Linked DNA regions of Mus musculus: regions 2 and 3 are each linked to region 1. The links are chromatin contacts, called in public HiChIP or PLAC-seq maps. All regions are on one chromosome and are shown on one strand. The core of a region is the stretch at or near the end of the contact, and the rest is flanking DNA. Distances in the headings are between cores, read along the strand shown. Region 1 holds the start of Dut (deoxyuridine triphosphatase). Region 2 overlaps Fbn1 (fibrillin 1). Region 3 holds the start of Slc24a5 (solute carrier family 24, member 5).

What was found. HiChIP or PLAC-seq counts read pairs in DNA pulled down with a chosen protein or histone mark.
Region 2: an H3K4me3 HiChIP or PLAC-seq map of bone marrow-derived macrophages shows a contact between it and region 1, with 3 times the contacts expected there. The contact joins the enhancer-like site here to the promoter of Dut in region 1. A contact is called at or near these places in 1 of 39 promoter capture datasets (the 3T3-L1 cell line), 1 of 484 Hi-C or Micro-C datasets (LSK cells), 3 of 115 datasets of contacts at active chromatin or transcription factors (bone marrow-derived macrophages, embryonic stem cells and extraembryonic endoderm stem cells) and 1 of 9 other capture datasets (embryonic stem cells).
Region 3: a contact with region 1 is called in an H3K27ac HiChIP or PLAC-seq map of embryonic stem cells, with 7 read pairs. The contact joins the promoter of Slc24a5 here to the promoter of Dut in region 1. A contact is called at or near these places in 1 of 484 Hi-C or Micro-C datasets (extraembryonic endoderm stem cells), 4 of 115 datasets of contacts at active chromatin or transcription factors (embryonic stem cells and extraembryonic endoderm stem cells) and 3 of 9 other capture datasets (embryonic stem cells, liver and pancreatic islet).

Annotation. Positions count from the first base shown.
Region 1 is chr2:125,245,966-125,249,259 of GRCm38.p6, forward strand. Dut (deoxyuridine triphosphatase) reads left to right here and starts at 1,550. Exons shown (of 6, transcript NM_023595.6): 1 at 1,550-1,931; 2 at 3,201-3,292. The coding sequence starts at 1,783.
Region 2 is chr2:125,469,144-125,472,437 of GRCm38.p6, forward strand. The region is part of intron 4 of Fbn1 (fibrillin 1); the gene reads right to left. Among named protein-coding and RNA genes, the nearest start is that of Fbn1, 36 kb to the right of the region's middle. Within about 2 kb of position 1,683, at least 57 of the 459 cell types and tissues checked have an H3K27ac peak or open chromatin away from gene starts, as enhancers often do. A contact at or near this core is called in bone marrow-derived macrophages, where this site is marked.
Region 3 is chr2:125,066,453-125,069,746 of GRCm38.p6, forward strand. It overlaps Slc24a5 (solute carrier family 24, member 5), which reads left to right and starts at 1,675. Exons shown (of 9, transcript NM_175034.3): 1 at 1,675-1,849; 2 at 2,320-2,499. The coding sequence starts at 1,729.

The DNA.
Region 1 (3,294 bases), core at 300-2,799:
ACATTTATATGCAAAACTGAAGAGAATATATGTTTATCTATCTGTTCCCGTGGACATGATTGTTTGTGTGTATAAGGTGCCCTCCAAAGCCAGAGGACATAGTTGGGTCTCCTGGAGCTTGAGTCACAGGCAGTTGTGAATCACCAATGTGGGTGTTGCTAACCAAACTGGGTCTGATACAGGAACACTGAGTGCTCTTAACAGCTGAACCATCTCTCCAGGCCCAACAATAATCTTGTTTTAAAGGATTAAGCACCAATATTAAGATTTCTGAGAAGAAATAATGCACAGGAGCCCTCCTTACTAAACAATGCGATCACCATCTGTCTTAGTGTTCTACTGCTGTGAAGAGACACCATGACCAAGGCAACTCTATAAAGACAGCATTTAACTGGGGGCTTTCTTACCGTTTCAGAGGGTTAGTCCATTATCATGGTGTGGAGCAGGCGGGCATGGTGCTGAAGCAGTAGAAGGGAGAGGGAGAGTGGGGAGGGAGAAGGGGAGGGGGAGAAGAGAAAAGGGAGGGGGGAAGGGAAGAGGGGGGGGCAGGCGCACCTGTGAGGGCTTTTGAAACTCACGGTTAGACTCCAAGAATACAAAGGCTGGATCAATTTCCCTCATGGACTTTGAATCTAACCAACAAGTAGACATTAGGCAAGAAAATACATGCATGTGCAGACTGTAATAAGAAGAAATGTAAATAAAAACATTCTGAGAGTAAAGAGCCTGGCCACCACAGGTCTAACCCTAAACCCACCTAAAGGTGGAAGGAACAAGGAGAAGATAACCTCGCACTGGCAATGACCTGCAAGACACACAGACACATCGTGGGACTGCACAATAACAGATGCTTTAAAAGAGCTTCAAGAAGTGTAGTGTATTGCACACCCATCAGGGGAACCAATCGCCCCAATATGTATAGTCGGTATTTCTATAAAAGTGCCTTGGGCCTTCTATTTATCTTGAAAATCGAAGTGCACCACAACTTGAGTTCCACGTGTTTATGGTATAGTCCAGATAAAACCGGAGACTCCAGAAAGATCTTTAATTATCCTCTCTGGAAAAAAAAAGTTTGACTCCCAACTACCGGCGAGGGGGTGGGGGTGGGGGTGGGGGTGGGGGTGGGGGTGGGGGTTGGCTCCTTGTTGCTTTGGCTGAGGTCAAGGAATTTTAAAATGCCCTGCAGGTCCGGTGGTGGAAGGCAAAAGATCTGTTCAGGTCAGGGCGAGGAAAAGCACGTAGGAGGGCCGCTAGGCGGAGCGCGGGGCGGGGCAGCGGCCTCAGGGCCTGCAGGGCCTCCAGCGCCATGCCTCTCCTAAGCGTGCTGCTGCGCGCCCGCCTGCAGGCCGCTCTGCTCCGCGGGCGTGCGCTCGGGTCGGCGCGGAGCCGGAGCTGCCGAGGAAGCCGAGGAGCTCCGGCCGGGAGCGCGCGCGCTGGTGAGGGGGTGGGGGGCAGGGGCGGGAGCGCGCACGGGGTGGGGAGGATTAGGGCAGTTCGAGAGAGCGCGCTAGTGGGGGAGTTGGAGCGGGAGCGCGCTTGGAGGGAGCCCTGGTCTGAGCAGGTAACGGTGAGCCAGGGCCTGGCCTGCAGCGCGGGGACGAGTCCATTGCGGACCCCGAGGAGGGGAGCCTGGCGAGGTCGGTGCCTCCTCTAGGCCGCGCTCGAGCCCTTTGCGGAAGGCCGCGTCCCCTGTCCTGCGCGGTGGGCTCGTCCAGGCGGGAGATTTTCGGCGGGTAGGCTCTCGCACGCTCATTGCTTTCTGCTTTTTCCACGCCCGCCGCCATGCCCTGCTCGGAAGATGCCGCGGCCGTCTCTGCCTCCAAGAGGGCTCGAGCGGAGGATGGCGCTTCTCTGCGCTTCGTGCGGCTCTCGGAGCACGCCACGGCGCCCACCCGCGGGTCCGCGCGCGCTGCCGGCTACGACCTATTCAGGTGAGAGCCGTGGCCCGACGGCAGGAATGCAAACACCGAGCCCGGGTGCAGTCGTGGCTCCGCAGAGACCTGAGTTCACCTTGAGCAAATTCAGTAGGGGTTTGGGCGAGCGGAAAGTAAAGGGTTATAACATTTCCAAAGCGTTACTGTGCAGCGTGCGCTCCACCCTTTCCAAGTGGAAGGTCCGGATGTGCAAGGCTTATTCTTGACCGAAGTGTGACTGTCTGCAGTGTGCACGTTAAAGTCTAGGAAAAGGATCTATGGAAGCTGTGTACTTCTCTTATCCCGTCCAAGGACTGGGAACTTAAGGAGCTCCATCCAGGGCTAGCTTATGAGGTGGCTCAGTGTAAAGTCACCAAGCCTAATGACCTGAATGTATGCATCTAACATGCCCTGTCTTGGGAGAAATTAGATACTATGGCCATTTTCTACATAAGCGGGTGTTTGCTGTGTATTGGGAATGGCTGATGTTACAGAGTGAAAATTCCGTGTGACTGAACGTACTCTTCTACCACATGCCAGACTTCCAGCGCTGCTCATTGTAAAGTCTGAAGTTTCGTTGGATCAGGAAGGGAGCTGCAGTAATAAGAGACTACAGTAGTATTTGGTAGATGGACTTTCTAAAATCGCTTGTGATCAGAGTCCACCCCCAAGAGCTGCTCTGGGAGACCAGCTCTCTTCGGCCACTGAAGTTCACAGCCATAGCGTGGAAGGCAGGGGGAATGCAGTGCATCTCTGCCTCTCACCTGTGTTTTTTTAACATTTTCTTCGGGAGGTTCATTCTCATCAAGAGAAGCGTTACAAAAGTAAAGTATAGGTTTATATGCGTTCGCAGGCTCGAAGTGTGCCTAGCGGAGTGAGGCCCATTGAGTGTTAGATGTTTGCTCTTTGGTTGGCTTTTCATATTCTTTCTATGAATTAAGTCTGCCTTCCTGCTCCTCATGCTAATTTGCCAGCCTTCACTTTCAGAGACAAAAACCACAGAACACATAGCAGAGACAATGTTGGCATCTCCCTGTTCCCCACTCCCACATTCAGGGTTTTGTCTTCTTGCTCTGCCTAGGTGCTAGGATTAAGGGCCTGAAGCCATCTTTCTAAAGCTAAAAGAAAGTGCCTACTACCTTGTAAGTAAACCTTTTTAGGTGAGTTAGGAATCTGCCATAAGGTTGTTTATAGGATCTGTTTATATGAAGTAATGGCACGCATTTTATATGCATTAGCGTAAGAAGGAATGTTAAAAACACTTTAAAATACTGATTTGCCTTTCAGTGCCTATGATTATACAATATCACCCATGGAGAAAGCCATCGTGAAGACAGACATTCAGATAGCTGTCCCTTCTGGGTGCTATGGAAGAGTAGGT
Region 2 (3,294 bases), core at 433-2,932, 220 kb after region 1:
CGCTGCTCATTTAAACTGTAACGTTAAATGAAAGACCATCAGTATTTCAAATCCATTCTGTGTCACATTCTCACCTAGAGAAGTGTGCATTTCTAAATCCTAGACTATGGGTGGATACCATCAGACCTGAGACAGACAGTGATATGCTAATGCAGTGACACACTAAAAGTGGAGTCTTAGAAATATCTGGTAGACCCTCCTATGAGAGATGTCCATAGTCACAGAACATGCTCTCTCCTCTAGCATGTAAGCTATCTTGTGCTGGTAGCATTTTCAAAAGGTCCAGCTGATCCCTAGTTGCTAGAAGCAGTAACTACCCTACCTAGAGGAGACTAAAGGCTTGGCTAAGGGAATCATGAGTCCTGTTGACACTTCTCAATATGAGGCCATAGTTGGAAGCTGGAGTTTTGGCTTTTTTTCTGGTGTGTCCTATGTGTGGGAGTCAATTCCCAGTGGAAATGGCTCAGCAGGGAACAGAGGTCTGTCCCGACTATGCAGAAGCAGGAGTCAATGGGCTCTGAGCACTCTTAAGCTGTCTTCATGGAATGCGCAAGCCAGAGTACTCTTCCCCTTAGAGTACAAGAGAGTCCTCCCCACAGCCAACCTCATCTGTGAGAGGTCCTCGCAGCAGTGCTAAGAAATGACTACTTGGCTATGTGAGGAAAGGACATTTGTCTAAAGAGCTACAAATATTCAGAGGTCAACCTAGCCCGACAGCCGAAAAATGAAAAATTGAACTCCTATTCTTACTGCAGCCTCTCAGACACAAAGAGTTGAAAGTGATCTGCCTTTTCAAGAATCTTGCTCTCTTCCTGGAATGTCATAAAAGGCTCCATTTCTCCTGAGCTAGAAGATCCCTGCACCTCAGCACTCAAAGCCTCTCCAGTAGGGCCCTAAACAACCCATCAGAGCTCCCAGAACAGTCTCCTGACCTGGAAACAGATCATTCGGTCCCCTGACAAATAAATCTGAATGCCTACTATGAGTCATTAAAAATGCAAGGTATTCTGAGGTGGTCCCTTTGTGGAACCCCTCCTAACCTCTCCTGTTTCTTTGTCCCTAGCTCTCGGGGACCAAACTAAAGCTCTCATCAAATCCCACCAGTCTCCATCAGCCTTTAAATGCCTCTCTGTTTCTTTGCTCCTCTCTGACTTCTGCTCTGCCCTCCCTCCCAAGCCAGACGGGAGATGATGAAACCCTGCACATCTGGTTTGATGAGCAGACTGGAAGAGTAACCCAGGTTAAGAAGCTGCCCCGTGTGTCCCAGGTGCCTATATAGCTCTAAGAGGATAATGATTCAAACATTTTAACCTTTTTCCCTCCATCTACAAGCGCTAATAGCTCCCCCTGCTACAGACATCAAGCAAACCATGCAGACAAACGGTTACTTTAGGCTCCATTAAAGCCTCTAAGCCAAATGCTTTTTAACTCTAAAACAATCTACAAGTATAGAAAGGAAAAAATACGCTTAAGGCTTTGGATACTATTCTAAGTGGGTCAGGAAATGGTGTACAATTGCTTTAAAACTCAGTGCTATGCTTAGTTCCATGCTATCTTAGAAAAACAGCAAGGACTGGGAAAGGGCAGGAAATGACGTCATCCTTCGAGCAAACTCAGTGCACAAACTGATTTCAATTAAAGTGGCTCATGCCAAGGCCCGATTTCCATTCCCACACGAGCAACAAAGCCGCTTAGCTACTCTGCAATTTCAAACAAAAAAAGGAAAGAGTGACCAGTGGCTTGCACAGTGGCTTCCCAGTTACTTGTTCAAATTGAAAGTCAGGGCAAAATCTCCTTTCCAGGAAGAACAACTCTGTGTACACTGAAACGTGACAGATCAAAAGCCTCCCTTGATACAGCTTTCATTTCCTTAAACCCCCTCTTTCCAGTTGAAACTTCTCCAGGTTAAAAATATTCTTTCTCCTTTATAAAAAACAAAACCACCCTGTGAGACTTGGAAGGCCAAAAGTCATTGTGAGCCCAGTGGTCACGCTGCCCAGTGGGCCTTGGGGTTATCAGCAGAATGGAGGCCTCCATCACTGCTTTCATAGATGGGTCCTAGAGCTTAAGGAAAAAGTGTTCCTTTAAAAGTGGGAGCAAGCCTGGTATGTGGTTTGTCTGTACAAACACTCAGCACTGGGTAGACTGAGGCTGGCGTGTGGAAGTGTTGGCATACATTCAAGGCTAGCCTGGGCTACAGAGTAAATTCCCATAATCTACAGACTGAGACTTCATCTCAAAAGTTATTTTAGAAGGTGGGTGCAAACCTAGTATCTCTGACAAGGCTTTGCCTTTGCCGCCTAATCTGGAAATTGTTTAGAGGGACCAGACTATGAGTTCTACTCACACTCATAGGATGCAGTATCCATCAATGGATGTGCTAAAAAACCCATGTCAAGACACATGCCTAAACTCAACCCGTATTGAGATTTTACCAGAAACAGAATACTAAGAGAGTCTAAGCAGTCATTGTGCAAGTTGAAGCTGACCTGTGCAGTCAGACCCCTAATGAAAAAGTCCCATTAAAGATGGCCAGAGAACCTCTGATCATTTCACACCAGGATCCACAACCTAGAAGTAACAGACACGGCCCACATTTACCTGCAGCCACAAAAGGTCCCAAATAAGTATTGTATTCATTTCAGAATCGGTCCCTTCAATCACTCAACAAGCACCCACTGAAAATCTTCCATTGAGAAGGTCGCAGGAAGAGCTCAAAGCCTGTCTTTAGAAAGTGCGGTACAAACTCATTAAAATGACTAACTAGAAAGGAATGGCATGCATGCAGCACAGGAAGGGAAAGATGCAGGGCCAACATTTGGATCTCAACATCTCAACCATCACCCTCTAGGCAGGCTCAGCCCCCAGAGAGAGCATTAGGAAATTTTCAAATAAGCAACTGAATGTGTGCTTTAATTTCAGCACTGGGAAAAGCCCAAACAGAAAAATGAAATAGGCAGACCAAACTCTAGCCTCTACACCTGAGACAACAATCCACTGAGGTGGCCTGAGTCACTGCAAGACACAGACAGTTTTCATTTGGACCGATAATTCCCTTAGGTGCATAAACATCTGTGGGTGTCTACAGACTCACACAGCTTAAAACAAGGCCAGAGCACCTCCAAAACATAAAAGTCACCTGAGCTGTTCAGAAAAGTTTAGGTGAAGTATCATCTGCCATAAGTTTCCGTAAAGTCTGTGTAGAGAGAAAACTAATTCAACAAGTGTAAAGGATGAGTCTGGACAGCCTTTGGGTGCTCCTCCCTGTCAGTGTAAACACTACAGATCCCTAAA
Region 3 (3,294 bases), core at 425-2,924, 180 kb before region 1:
TGAGCCATCTCACCAGCCCTTCTGGGACTGTTTCTAAGAGTCACTGCTCTTTAATCAACCAACTAGTGTTCCCTGTGGGCCCACTATGTGCTGCAGATTTCTGCTCTGTGTCAAACATGGGCTTGTATCTATTGGTATTTGCTTCCTTATTTAGCTTGTTTGACTTGTGTTGAACATTCTGTGTTTGCTTCTGCTGTTGCTGACACTTCAATTGTGAGCGATGCTTTTGTTCTGTAAACTGGTTTATATATTGGGTTTTGAGGGGGAGATCACAAAGCAGTCAGCACCCAGTGGCCCACTCCCCTGGAGCTGGTTCTGAGAGTTCAAGGAGGGCTCTGCTCCACTTGCTGAGAACAGACTCCTATAGCTTCTATGCCCGTGCCTCAGTGACCAGGCATCCCAGTCTCGGCTCCACAGGGCACATCCGGAAAGCTGAGTGTCAGAGAGGTTTCCACCAGGAAGGTGCTGGGTGGTTTTTAAACAGCGCAAGCTCATGAACAGCCAGGAGCAGCTCACTCTTTTACACCAGATGCAACAAGCTCTACATCAAAGGCTTGGCACCTTGATTTTTAATTTATCAGTTAATTCATTGTTTGATATTGCATATGTGCATATAATACATTCCTGTCACACCAATTTTATGTACAAAGCAAAGGAATCATAACAGTTGCAAAGCTACAGAATTTCTTCATGGCAGTTTTTAATCTCAGTCCAAGAAATAAGTAATGCCAGACAGGTGACAGAATAACAGAACAATGGCCCCACGGAAGAGACTGTCCTACAAAGGTTACATTTGCCATATAGTACGCACCAAACCAAAAGAGAGGTGATCTCTGCCTTATAGATAGTGGAAGGAAGGAACAGAGAGGTTAAGTACTTGCCTAAGGTCACACAGCTAAGAAACATTGCTTGAACTCAACCACCCTTGTGGTCTCCCCCAGACCCTGTGCCATCAGCCACAGGTTGCTCCACGGCTACAGGTTTTCAGGATCTTGGCAAACTACAGAATGCATTTGAATGCTGTCTGCCTTGTCCAATTAGCATTTTATACAGCTCCTTCTGGCAAAAAGCACAGCTGATCTATGATCAAACAGCATCCAGTCTGTCTCCTGAATAGTTCGTGGCGCTGTGGGCGGCTCTCAATCCCCATAGCTGCCACCTTCACTCACGCGGCCCTCATTTCCCAGTTCAACTGTTACAGTCACCTCCTAATTGACCTTTCTGTCTCTGGCTCTAACTGTAGATGAACATCCAAATAAAATTACAAAGCGTGCCCTGGTAGGCAGAGTATATATACACCTGCCCAAATAATTCCTAGAAACAACGGCTATTGGGAAGGGGGTGGAGGGCGGGGGGGGGGGGGGGGGGACAGCATCAAGCAAACCCAGGTCCTCTCAAATCTAGAGGAAGTCAAAGGCAGAGTCTGTGTGAAGATATTAAAGAGATCCGGCATGAGCAGAATTGCAGACTGCCTGGGCCTGCCATCAGAGTCCCGCATGGAAACAGCTGTAGTCGGTGTTTATCTGCACCCCTCCCTAACTCTTCCAACTTCCCTAGGACTTGGATCTCCTGATCAGAGAAGCCAGGCTGTCTCCCTTGCTGGCCTCCTAAGCTGCGACACCCCCCTCCCCCCGCAGGCACTGGGGAGGAAGGAGACTGCTCACATGATTCAGCATAAGTCTCCCTTGCTCCCTTCCTGAACCACACACTGCAAAGAGCACGCTGGAAATGCGGACAAAATGGGGCCCAACTTGGACAAGGAGGGTCCTGCTGCTGGGGATCTTTTGGGTCTCTGCATACCTGCCTGTCCGTGGTGTCTCCCTGCCCCCGCGCCTCCCAAGGGCCACAGGTAGGTGGCAGTGGGCCCAGACACCCCAGTCCCACGTAGAGATGTGGGATGGAGAGGGGAATGGCCTTGCCCCCTCCCCATCCCCGACTCCTGCTGTATCTGCTCTGCTTCGGAGCCCTGCCGAGGATGGGAAGCGCTCTTGATCAGCCAATGCGTCCTCAAGAGCGTTCTGTAGTAGTTCAGAGACCAAGGGGTGGACAGGGCTGCTCTTCTTATTGTTGGAGACATGATCAGTGCATTCTTCCCATTTAGAAGCAGACACAGAGAGGCGCTGTAATAATGCCTCCCTCCAACTCTCTTCTATCAGCTTATTTCATGAAATAATCTCTTACAAAGGCTATCTAAGGCTTTGAATCATACTCGTATTTCCACCAACTTCCCCATATCCCTCCCAAATACCCCAGTTTAGGCTTTGTGGGCTTCAGACGTGTGACTCCCACATCTTGTGATCTTTTCCTTTTCCTCGGCAGGAAACAGCACGCAATGTGCTGTCTCTCCAGCATCGGAGTTTCCCGAAGGGTTCTTCACCAAGCAGGAGAGCACGGATGGAGGTATCGTAATCTACTTCCTCATTATCCTCTACATGTGCATGGCCATCTCCATCGTCTGCGACAAGTACTTCTTGCCCTCCCTGGAAATCATCAGTGACTGTAAGTTGCCGGGAAGGTCTCCTATGACCTTCCGGAAGAGCTGTTGTCACACAGATGTGTCCATCTCAGCTGGTGGCAGAGCACCCATGTCTGTCCTGGGGTTCTGTGGGGTCCATCCTGGGAGTCCAGGCAGAAGCACGTTTTTTTCAGTTGTTATTATACATGGCTAGCTTCCAGAAGGTTCCTTTTGTTCCAGCACCCCAGGGGCTGTTAAGGAACAGCACCCCCCCCCCCCGGTTTTTTGTACCACTGGGTGCCTGGTCCTCACTGTTTTCTATTTCAAACCCTTTTCACTTGGGCTCTGTGAGTGGGGCAGAAGGAGATGTGGCCAAGGACCTCCTTTCTCTCTACTCCTTGACTGGCATCCTGCAGTTAAGAGAACTGAAATTCATGAACCAATAAGTAAATAAATTCTAAACTCCAAGTAATGGGACCTCAGCTATCAGGTAATAACAACCCTGGGTGCAAAGTGTTAGTAGATTCTGAAGATAAGCTCAGATACGCAAAGCCTGTGGCGCTGTAGATTTCCCAGAACTCTGAATAGGAAGCATCGCTTTGTGGATGCTCTGGTTCCTAACACGAGGAAAAATGATAGCTGTTCATCCACACGGAGCTGCCGAAGTCTGCAGCCTCTCTCAAAGCTGATTAAACTGCTGAGTATCTTCATTTCACAGCTAAATCAAAAGGAAGGGCTGTGTCCTTTCACAAGACTACACAGGGCAGAACAGCAGCACCCTTAACTCCATCCCACACATACATATGCACACCTAAACACACACACACACATTCACATAA